Regions from separate parts of the Pan troglodytes genome. Here region 1 is linked to region 2. A link is a contact called in public Hi-C data. All regions are on one chromosome and are shown on one strand. Each heading gives the region's core, a stretch centred on a gene start, on an enhancer-like site or on the middle of the called end of the contact. The rest is flanking DNA. Distances are from core to core; before and after follow the strand shown.

The links. A called contact is a pair of places that touch in the nucleus more often than the background predicts.
Region 1: a Hi-C map of stem cell-derived neural progenitor cells shows a contact between it and region 2, with 4 times the contacts expected there. The contact joins the enhancer-like site here to the promoter of RERE in region 2. A contact is called at or near these places in 1 of 7 Hi-C or Micro-C datasets (stem cell-derived neural progenitor cells) and 1 of 1 datasets of contacts at active chromatin or transcription factors (stem cell-derived excitatory neurons).

The regions. Positions count from the first base shown.
Region 1 is chr1:223,628,578-223,634,352 of NHGRI_mPanTro3-v2.0_pri, forward strand. The region is part of intron 11 of RERE (arginine-glutamic acid dipeptide repeats); the gene reads left to right. Among named protein-coding and RNA genes, the nearest start is that of SLC45A1, 57 kb to the right of the region's middle. Within about 2 kb of position 3,009, at least 12 of the 24 cell types and tissues checked have an H3K27ac peak or open chromatin away from gene starts, as enhancers often do. A contact at or near this core is called in stem cell-derived neural progenitor cells, where this site is marked.
Region 2 is chr1:223,186,545-223,192,422 of NHGRI_mPanTro3-v2.0_pri, forward strand. RERE (arginine-glutamic acid dipeptide repeats) reads left to right here and starts at 1,950. Exons shown (of 22, transcript XM_009447680.5): 1 at 1,950-2,537.

The sequences.
Region 1 (5,775 bases), core at 1,759-4,258, 440 kb after region 2:
GCAGTTCAGAACCACTGATTTAAATGGATACTTCTAGCTGGAAGCAGTTTGGAAAGATGCTTTGTATAGTAGGTGTATGCAAACATCTTTTTTTGGGCAGAGCCCATATCTCTTTAGGGACTCTACCTTATCTAGACTCAGGCATCACTGCTTTTGGATCAAGAGGCAGGTGAAGGCCACTTATTGGCACATTTCTGGGACATATGTTGCCTAGAGCCAAAAGTAGGCCAGGGGGCTTCTCCTATATCAGAAGCTGGTGGGTGGTGTGAGGTATGGTAAGTAGGTAGTGAGGTGGGGAGGGTTCATGGTTGTAGGCTCCCAGCGTCTGTCTCATGTCGTCATAGAGGTTGTTCTTGGTACAGGAAGCAGAAAGCATTTCTATAGACATGTGCATAATTCTAAATCTTCACTCATGGCTACCAAATGTGCTTCTGATTTGGGTGCCCCTGAAGTTGCTTCAAGCAGGTGCAGTTCTGTAGTCCATGGGTGCTGGGATGGGGGCTCTACCCTGAGCTGGGAAGGCTGGCATCCTGTTGTTACCAGGATGCACAGGGATCTTTTGTGCTCTTCAGCCATAACTGCTGAAGGTCCAGGTATGAGGATTAAGATGCTATTGCGTTGAACTTCAGAGATTCCAGAGATCAAAGATAGCCCAAATTTGCCCCCCTCACTTAAAAAAATCTAGATGGCTATTTCCTCTTAGTGCTTTAAACCATGATGGTCGAACGTTTTAGAGCAGCAGCACAGCAGAGTCTAAGATTAAGGGCGTTAGACTTCATTGGCAGAGTCTAAGGTTAAGGGCGTTAGACTTCATTGAAACTGAGCTTGGCCACATGGCTTCATCTCACTGTGCTTCAGTTGCCTCATTTGTAAAGCAGGGAAAATGAAGGTTTATCTATTTGGGAGTCTGTGAAGATAAAATATAAATAAAGATGAAGATAAAGTATATGTAAAAGATAAATATATATTAAGATATAAAAAGATATGGCTTAGCTTAGTTATCATTGTAGATTTCATAGTAAAATGTTGTTTGCTTGTTTGTTTGTAAATAAAGCTGCTGAGTGAGGATGCATTTTCAGTGGCTGCTGAGTGAGGAAACATTTTCAGTGGCTGCTGAGTGAGGAAGCATTTTCAGTGGCTTCCTAAGCCACCATTCCATGATACTCACCTTCAGAGCAGCCACTTCCAAACATCGGCATGTGGATTGCGTTTTCACTGGCCCATGAGAAATAAATGTAGCCATTTTTCCTAACAGTAAATGTAATCAAAGAACTTTTTCTGTTTACTTTTTTGGAGATAAAATGTCATTTCTTTTACAAAATAATGATGAGATCAGGAGGCAGTTACTTCTAATGACCTTACATGGCAAAATAAGAAAGTGGCAATTTGGTATCCATTTCTCAAAAGTTTTATCCTTTTAATTTCAGGTGAATTTTAATTCTCCAGAAATAATCATTTCATCAGATGTTTACTGAATACTTATTCAAGATGTTGTCTTAGACCTGTGGGGTACTCACAGATGAGATGAGCACGTACTTTGGCAAGTTGGGTGGGCCCATGTATGGTTACAGCACAGGGAAGCCTGTCTGTGCCAGCACAGAGGCGGGAATGAAAAGATGTAGGAGTGAAACCTGTATGATGCCATCCAGTGGTGGGGGAGTGAAGTGAAGGGAAGGCTTCATGGAGAAGAAGGCAGCAAATGTGATGAATTGAGTCCTGAGTGATGAGGAGGACTACAGGGCCTGGACAGAGGAGGAGGTGGGGGTGGTATGGGGCTCAGGGGCTCACCCAGCAGGCAGGAGAGTGCTGAGGAACAGAAAACTGGCCATTGTGTTTGACATAAGCCAAAGGCCGTGAGGTGGGGGAATATGGTAGAAAGGAATATGGTAGAAAAGTCTTCCGGTAACACAGAGAAAGTCTCAGAAGAAGTAGTCAAGCAGCTGGGCCTTTGTTCCTTAGGCCCTGAGGAACCTTTGGCCGTTTGGAGAAGAAGTGGCAAGGTACTAGCGGGGCTTTGGGAAGACTCACCTGGTCTGTGTGCAGCATGGGAGGGCCGGCCCAGGGAAGAGCTGTGGCAGGACCTCAGGTCCCAGACGTCTGAGTGGAGGTGTGGGGCCAGGGTGGGATTAGCAAGTGGCTGAGTTCATCAACCAGAACAACACAGAGCTTAGGAAATCTCATTACAGTGTTCAGTGTTGGCAAAAATCTTGAGCTATTACAGTTCCTTTGCACTGTACAAATGCAGTGGTATGTAGTGGTAAAAAAAAAATTTTTTTTTAACTGATTTTTTAAAATGTTATAAAAAGGTGCCTGGGTAAGGAACATCTTCATAGTGTCTTAGACTGGCCCCACCTATTTACAAGTTAAAGCCACAAGACCTTCATGTAACTTCCCTCCTTTCCCTTTGCCTTTCCCCAGAAGAAGATCTGGAGGTGGCACCGAGGGACTGCCTTGCCTGGAGGCAGCTGCCTCCTCACTGTGGGCTTCCTCGTGGGTGGCGGTTTAGATCAGAGCCCTTCGGCCTCTTGAACGTAGGAGGCTGAGATTTCAGAATTCCACTTCTCTGCATGTGCCTTCAAGCAGATCATCATTCTCCCTGCTGCACTCAGAGACCACAGAGGTGATATTTAACGATTAGCAGCAGAGCCCGCTGACAGTGCCAGGCTCCTTTAGGGATTAGAGGATTCGGTTGGTTAACAAAAGAAGGAGCCCAGGAGAACAGTGCTTTAATTACCAGAGTTGTTACTGGAAGACAACCAGTTGCCTCCTGGAAAAAGATCTGTAGAAGGTGGCTGCTCCTGAATATCGCCGCTGGTTCTGCCCAGTGCCCGGCTTCTCACCTCAGATGTTCTGAACAGTTGTCAGATCCAGCCCTTGAATCGTTGGGGAGGGAAAGGAAAGAATGACTCGCATAGGATTCCATGCCAGGAAATATTCCTGACTGCACTCGGCAGCAGCGTTGGAGCACTCCAGTTAGGGCAGCTCTTCAGGGGACAGCGTCGCATGCAGACTTCCTGGGACCGGCTCTCAGGGCCACAGCTCTTTCCTCATGGTCTGGCTCACTCTCTGGGCCCGGGTTTAGGAAGCAGCTCTACACCATGTTTCTTTCTCCCTCTCTGCCCTACATAATTTGAGGCCTTGTTTTTTATTATTTGTTGCTTGCTGGGATTTCTCCCTGAAAAAACATACCTTAAAAAAAAGTTTTAGATCTCTCCACTTAATAAGGAAGGGGTGGATTTCTTCATCCCCTTTACGTGTACCACCAAAGAAGGAGCCAGATGCTCACTGTGGGGCATTTTTTCAAACAAAAGTTTAAGCAGGGGAACAACATTCTGATTCTAATTGCACATTAGCACCGAGAGTTAAGGCATTGTGTAGAGATTATTTAGCTGCTCCTTCTGTATTCATGTTAAAATATTTGTTTAGCCATAGGAACAGATAATCTTGTGTCTTAAAGAATTAAAATGATTTCTTCTAAATGCTTACTTCTAAAACTCTGCGATGGGGTCAGGTGCGTATAAGGATGTGCACTCAGCAGCCCTGCCCCTGGTGGCTCCTGTCCCATCACGTAACTACAGTCTGCTCAGCTGACAGTGGTAGGTGGGCTTCGAGGACCTGTGAAATAGCTTCGGAAAGAAATTGTGTTTATAATCCTGTTATCCATGAGAAGCTTCCAGGCCTGCCTCCTCATCCCCCTTCTCTCCGACTGCCCCCTCCTTTTTAGTGGGCGATGCATGGCCCAGAAAGGGTGCCCATTGGAAACTTCGTTTGTGAAAAAGAAAGGAGCTGCAGCTGACCCTCACTAGTGGCACAAGGCCAGAGCCTGGGCACATGTGACGTTGCAGAGATCTGGTTTAGATGCCTGCCTGCCTGTATCTCCCCTCTGTCTGCATGGGCAAGGATGCAGGAAACTGCTGTTCCAGGGCCTTCCTTAACATAGCTGTAAGGCCAGCAGTCCTCATCATTCTTTGCTGTTGGTCATAAAACTGTGTTGTGACAATGGAAGATTCTCACTGTTCTCTGTGAACTGAATTGAAAGGGGGTGCGCATACGGTCATTTACAAAGGACTGAGTCCTTCTTTGGCTTAATTAGAAGAACACGAAAACACACACACACACACTCACTCTTTGGCTTAATTAGAAGAACACGAAAACACACACACACACACACACACACACACACACGATGGTAGCTGGCAGGCTGCAGACACCCTGGATGCCGTGTGTGGGGGTCTCCAGACCTCATCTTCTATTGCACTCCCTCCCCTTCCTCAGGGGGGTGTCCAGACTTCTTGGGTGATGTGGTAATAATGATATAATTACCAAAAAAAGTGGGACTCAATCTTGGGTGTACCCTTATGCTTCTAATATGGGACAGCAGAAACCATTGATTTAACCTTCTCCTGCCTCCATGTCAGCCTCTCAGAGGATCCTGTCTGAGGAGTTCATGCTGGGCTCGGGCAGAAGAGAAGCTGGGCCCCATACTGTTTGAAACAGGCATGCTTGCTACGAATGAGCCTTTTATAGTCAAAATGCTTCCAGTGCCTTCCTCTTCAACAATCTGTTCTACTCTTTCACTCCCCCATGCCCCTAAAGAGAGAGAAGACATGTAGCTTATCACAGGACAGGTTACAGGTTCTCTTCCCGTAGCATTCCACTGCCTGTGGGAAATTAAATAGCAGTTTTGTTGGTGGATAGTGTTTAGTTTACCAAATGCGCACAGGTAAATTGACCTGTTGGAAAGCCTGGGAGGAGACCCTGCTCACATCTGTGCACATATGCACATACACAGGGGCACCCACTTGGCCCCTGGATCGGGTTGCCTATCACTTACCCAAGATAAAGCAGAACTGGGCCTGGCCAGAACAGCAGAACCAGTATTAATACCTGAAATGGGTACAGGCAGCCTCTAGGAGGTAGGCAGCCCCGGCCCCTGTTGCTCCAGCCCAGATTGCCCAGGCGGCGGAGGGAGCTCTTAAAGACCTGCGCTGATGTCTTATGTTGTGTCTGTGTGAACTTGATAGACTCGCAGCCTAACCCTGGAGGGGGCAGAAATAAAGTGGTGGCTGAGGAGGAGAAAGTGGCCTGAGCCCAGCAGGCCCCTGGATGGCAGGAGCGGCTGCCGGTGAGCTGTCCCCCCACTAGGCCCAGAGTCAGCTGACTCTGCGTCCTTAGCTTTTTCCTTCTCTCCTAAGGCCCTTCACCCAGATTGCCTGGTGCCAAGCAGCTTACTACTTCTTCCCTCCCTCTTCCATGTGTGGCACTCCCTTCCCCTTGTTTTTCTTTTTATGGGAAATTAAAGGAACCTAATGGTGCTCATTTTCCTAACTCCATCTTAGTGTATAGCCTGGAAAGACACCTCTGCTGGGAAGAGACTCCTAAGTCCAGGAGCCAAGCTCCTGTCATTGCCAATGGCTTTTTGCATATGACCTGTGGGAAAAATTTAGCCCCCCCACTGCCAAAAGAAAAAGGAAAGGAGAGAGAATCTGCTAAATATAGCCCAATGGATTTGAGCACTTCTCTTGGCAAGAGCTGCAGCCGGGAACACTGTCAGTTGGAGATGACTTCGCCCCCTTCCTTTCCCATTTCTGCCCAGGCACTAAACCAGTTGAGTTCCTCATGCTGTGTGCAATTATAGCACCGAGACATAAGATATGTTGACTGTGAGACCTTGTTGTGAGATGAGGTGAGAGCATCAGGGGCAAAATGATGATTATAGGCCATTCATGTCGACAACATTTATACCTCTGTGTTTGCTTGCAAGCAAAATCAGGA
Region 2 (5,878 bases), core at 700-3,199:
ATCGCTTAAACCCGGGAGGCAGAGGTTGCGGTGATCTGAGATCGCGCCATTGCACTCCAGCCTGGGCAACAGAGCGAGACTGTGTCTCAAAAAAAAAAAAAAAGAAAAAAAAGAAAGAATGCTCCTGTAGTTAGAGGTTTTGATGGAAAGTGAAGCCATCTAACTGATATACTTTATCCCTCATCATTTCCAAACAGGAAGTCAGATAGTCCTATCCATATCTAGAATGTTGGAAGCAGTTTATTGAATTTATTAGGTTTTAAAATTCAGTTCTCACATTATCAGATATATAAAGAGATATTAACTAGTTTCCCCATTTCATAACTCCAGCAAAGAGGATTTTTCTTGCTGAAAGTTACTCAGAAATGTGATGGCAAGGATCTATCGCTTTTTTTTTTTTTTTTTTTTTTTTTTTTTTTAGATCTCTTGGGTCATGGTCCAATAGTATCTGTTAGTCCAAATTATTCTTTAAAGAATAATTGAATGTGGGCCGGGTGCGGTGGCTCACGCCTGTAATTCCAGCACTTTGGGAGGCTGAGGCGGGTGGATCACCTGAGGTCAGGAGTTCGAGACCAGCCTGACCAACATGGAGAAACCCCATCTCTACTAAAAATACAAAATTAGCTGGGTGTGGTGGCGCATGCCTGTAATGTCAGCTACTCGGGAAGCTGAGGCAGGAGAATCGCTTGAACTGAGGAGGCGGAGGTGGCGGTGAGCCGAGATCGCGCCATTGCACTCCAGCCTGGGCAACAAGAGTGAAACTCCCTCTCAGAAAAAAAAAAAAAAAAAAAAAAGAATAATTCAATGTGGAAATTATAATCTGAATAGATTTTCCAAGGAGAAAATTATCACTTCATTTGAAACAGATGAGTGAATTATTTTGTGCTACGTTTTCTACCCCTTATTTTATACGGACCTTAACTCCTTCGGGAAGAGTGTATGGTATAAGGACACCAATAAGCATTTACAGAATATTAACAAACCAACAATAGGTTGATGATTCACCCTGGATTCGTGCCAGGCTCTGTGAAAGAACTCAATAAACATGATATGCATTTCAAAAACTCTAATCATAATTGAAATTTCCAAACCCCTCAATCCCATAAATTATATTAACTAGAATATGATCATTTGGCCTGCCCCTACTCCCTTTACAGCATGATAGACCCTGTGATTATCAGGCTTTCGGGAAGTGGGACACAATACTTCATTCTTCAAAGAAAAAGAGGTGATGTTTGGTCTTTTCCTCTTTTTAGATTTTTTTTCACGCTTACCCTATAGAGTTGTACACTGCTCTTTCTAAAATCCCTTCTGTACCTGTACAGTCTCTCCTTTATGCCTTCATGACACTTTTTATTCTTTTCAAATAAGCAGTGCGACTTATCACTTTTATTTTTCTTTCTTAATTCATCTTTTGTCATGTACACTATTTGAAAAATATTACAAGCCGCTCATCAGAATTTCGAAAGAGTCCATATGCGAATGGTTTACACCCACTCTGTAGCCCGCAGCAACATGGATCCGCGTCCTAATGACTGAAAAGGCCAATTAAGACCCGGGTAACAGCAGGATCAACCGGACTTCCCCCCACCCCACCCGGGACCTGCCCGCGCCGCCAGCCTGGCCCCGCCCGGGGGGCGCGGGGGGCGGTACTGGAGCGCGGCGGGTGGCGGAGGAGGGCCGGCCTCGCACTCTCACAAAGACGCGCCCGCGGCGGGAGCCCAGCCCACCGCCTCTGGCCGCCGCCTGCAGCGCGAGCCCTCGAGCCCCGGGCCGCGGCGTTGTCAAGGCTCGGCCTCTCTCCGCCTTATTCTCTGCTCATTTTATTAAAAAGATTAAAAAAAAAAAAAAAAAAAAAAAAAAAAAAAGGAAAAAGAGATCCCGCCTCCTCCGCCTCCCATTGGCCGGGCCCCCGGCCGCGTCACACCGCGCTGTGCCAATGGAGAGGCGCGATACTGCGAGGTGGGCCGGGCCCGAGCGGGGAGTGGGCGGTAGGTCGGTGCAGCAGCTCCGCCGCGGCTCCGCCACCATCGCGGAGGTGCCGCTGTTCCCACAGACGCTCGCGAGCAAGCAACCCTCCGCGCTCTGGAGCCTCCTCAGCCTCCCGCACACCCCGAGACGCTCGCCCCGCTGGGCCTCGGTCCCCGCCTCCTCCCCCGTCCTTTTCCCCTCTCTCGCTCCCCACATTGTCTCTGCCTCATTTTCTCTCCTAGTTGAGGATTAAAAAAAAAAAAATCACCATCATCCTCAGGGAGCCCCCTCGCCCTCGGAAAACAAAACCAGACATGATCCTCGGCTCCTGCTTCTGAAAGATCTGCCCGACCGAGGAGGAGGGAGCCTAGGTTCAAGTCGCGGGAAAGGTCACGGCAGGGAAGCCCCCTCAGCCCCTCCGCGTCGCCTCCCCGCGGGCCGCCCCTCTCGGCCCTGCGCCCCGCGGCCCCGCAGCCTCCGCGCGGCCTCCCGCCCCATCCCCGCCACTTTCCCCGGAGCTGGGCCGCGAACACCTCTCTATTGATGGTGTAGCGCTTTAGGGGAAGGTAAGTGTCCAACTTGCCCGCGCCGGGTCGTGTGCTTTCTTTTTTGGCCCCTCGTCCTGGTGGTCAGAGAGGGTCGGCCGTGAAAGCAGTCACTCGCCCGGGGGGAGGCAGGAAGAAAAGGCTGGGGTCGAAGCCGAAGTCGAGGGGAGTCGGGCGAGGGCAGGGCACTTCTTTGGTCCTGTCCGGGCCAGGTGACCGTTCCTGCGTGCCTTCTGACCCCTGCTCTCTCTTGGCCTCTTATTCATGCTCTTGTTCTACTTGTTTGAGGTTAAACTATTTCATGTGACTACATTATTGGCTGAAACTGGAAGGGAAGGAAGTCAAGGACTGAAACTGTAAATTTCTTGAATGTTTGTGGATTTCGGGGTGCTGGGGGGAGGACTTTATTATTAAAGTATCATTTTCTCATTGGGGGAAGATTTCCTCTTTGTGCGCCCAATCTCTAGTTCTCAGCTGTATGTGATTAGAAAATTATGAAACCCAAAGTCACTTGCAGCAGAATAGAATTCTTACTATCGTGTTTAGTTCTGCTCTCCGAAGGAGGGTGGCTTCTATTTATTACTAATTTTTAAGATGATGGAAAGATTCGTAGTTTTACATACACATGTGTGTATGTGTGTCTGCTAGGAGGGGGGAAAAGTGTTGCAGGCTTCCTTTGAAACTGGTTGCTTGAGAAGTTGTTGAAAGGAAAACAGAATGATTCATTGTTGAATTGTCATTTTCTTCTGTCTCTTTTCCAAGGTTTGCTTACAATTTTTCTGGATTACAGACTTCAGACATTGATTTAAGTAAAATGGGTCCTTGAGAAACTGGGTGCTTTAAATGTTTCAGTATCTGTTGCTTTTTTAAGGTACATTTAGAAAGTAGTTTCGTATGAATCGTGAAATAGCCTTCACAGCAAATTTTTAAACGCAAAAAAAGATAACTAGTAAGAGGGTGAACTTGGTGAATTACAAAACAGACATTTTAATATAGCAGGAATTGATGCACCTAAGATTTGAAACAGTTTTCATAATTGCTTTCCATTTAAAGAGAGACCTTTTTGTCTAGTGTACACTGGTCTTTTTAGTCTCAGTCTGTTGGGGGAGGGGAGAGAAGCTGGATCTGTACAATAATAAAATCATCTTTGGGTTGATATTTTGTTCCATGGATTTGCTTGCTGAGTTAATACTACTGTAAATTATCAACCAGTTTTGATTTTGATGGCCTGGGATGGGTGGAAAGCTGGCTTCCAGCTCTCCCTGTTGTTGTTGAGGTCGAAGGGAAAAGAGGCAGAGGCAGACAGACACACATATACACACACACACACATACACACACACACAATACCAAGCTGAGGGCTCATTGTTCTTCCATACACACATTCATTCTCTCTCTCCCATATTTGGGACTAGGTTTGCACAGACAAACACAGCTCTTTTTGGGAGAGAAGAGAGAAGATGGGGGAAGGGAGGGTGCTTTTCTGTTACAGCTTTCTTCCACCCATCTCATGCCTGGCCTTTTTTGCAACCTTGTGAGGCAAAAGAGTGCATTGGAAACTAAAGGACACTCAAAAACATGTTCAGAGACTTCTCTTCTCTCTGCCTCCCTTTATTCCCTTTGCAGCCGTGGTTTCTGCTGCTCTTTCTTTTTTGTATATGTAAAGATAAAATCCCTCTTTATATGTTGTGGCCTTACGTTCAGCTCTCATTGCTTTTGTATTTCTCATTGACCCTGATTTTGTTGGGGACAGTGATTTGTTCACTTGAGTCTTAGTAGTGAATGTGAGCAGAGTCTTTCTAGGTAGAAATATATTTTATTGATTAATATTATAAAGGTTGTATTGAGGTTAATATTTAGCAAGATGATGTTTGCATGTTTTTAGTGGTGTGATGGTTTGATGGTCAGGTTTGCTGGCAATTGAGCTGTCAATGTTGTTTTTGTAAATAAGGGTTATAAGAAAAGATCTGGTTTTCTGTTTAGGGGGCTCCTTTGAATACTGGGCAGGGAATAGGCTAGTCCACCTGGGATAAACCCAGCTGTGGCCCAAGGATGGAGGTTGGTGTGAATACATGTGGGTTGCAGAATAGCACCTTCTACTGGTTAATTGCTTGGAAAGATCCAGACGAAGAGGATGGGGGAGGGGATTAATGGCTGAGGTTTAATGATTTTCTTTTAAGCGCAGTTGTTGTGCCTTTCTGCAAATGCCACTTCCCCGAGCTGCTAATACAGATGTCCTTTGACAGGCACGGTTGCATTGAGGCATTATTATGTTACTGGTTGTGCTTCGACATTAATTTGTTCTGTTACCAGAAGTATTTACACTTTGTGACTTCCCAGGACTCCTTTGAATGATACCTTCTCATCTTTTATGAGATAATTTCTCTTGAAATATTAAACCACAGGGTTTATTTCTGTTCCCAGTATTGGAAACTATATACACCAGCAGTCTTTAAAAAAAGTTTTTAGTATCATTAATAAAAAATCAAATAAACCTACTCTATGGAAAGTAAAATTGTAGCACTGGACAGAGGTTTTTCTTGGGATTTAAACCAGGTAGAGGGGTAGAGGAGGAGTTGAAGGAGGGAAATCTCACTAAAATCGGCAATTTTGCAAATGTAGTGGCCTTGCATTGCAGTAGTGTTGTTTTCAGTAGTCTTATAAAGTCTGATAGGGTGACTTATTGTATGGATTAGATAAAAAATTTAAAATTGGAAGCCAGAGAAAATGTGAAATGAGTGTGTACACAAATTATCATAGAAGAGGGTCAAATTGTTGCCCAAAGGCTTGTAAACTAAGATGCAGTTTCAGAGATAATCTGCTTAATAAATGTCTCAAAGGATTTTTATTTTCACAAATCCTGGCCCATCTCAGTTGTTCTAATGTAATGAACTATTAGAGAGGTTTGCAGTGGTAAAGGGGACTGGGTGTGTAGGATAAACATCTGTTCCAGACTGACTGCTTCTAGGAATGTGACTTCTGATTCACTTTACTTTCAAAACTTCAAGAGTAATCTCTAAAGTTGTGTATCTTTTACAATGAAATGTGAACAGTTCAAATGTATTATTTTCTCAGTGGGAATGGATTCAGGGGATTTCAGTTCAATATATTCTCCATCAGTGTTTTGTCACAAGGAAACTAGAACTGAGAACCAATTCACAACAAAAAGGTAATCCAAATCAAGAAATAAAATGTACCAGTTACCTTTTCAACTTTGATTTACTGGTCAGTCGAAAAAGCTTTTAAAAAATAGGACAGTAAGGCCTAGTGCGGTGGCTCACGCCTGTAATCCCAGCACTTTGGGAGGCCAAGGCGAGTGGACCACTTGAGGTCAGGAGTTCGAGACCAGCCTGGCCAACATGG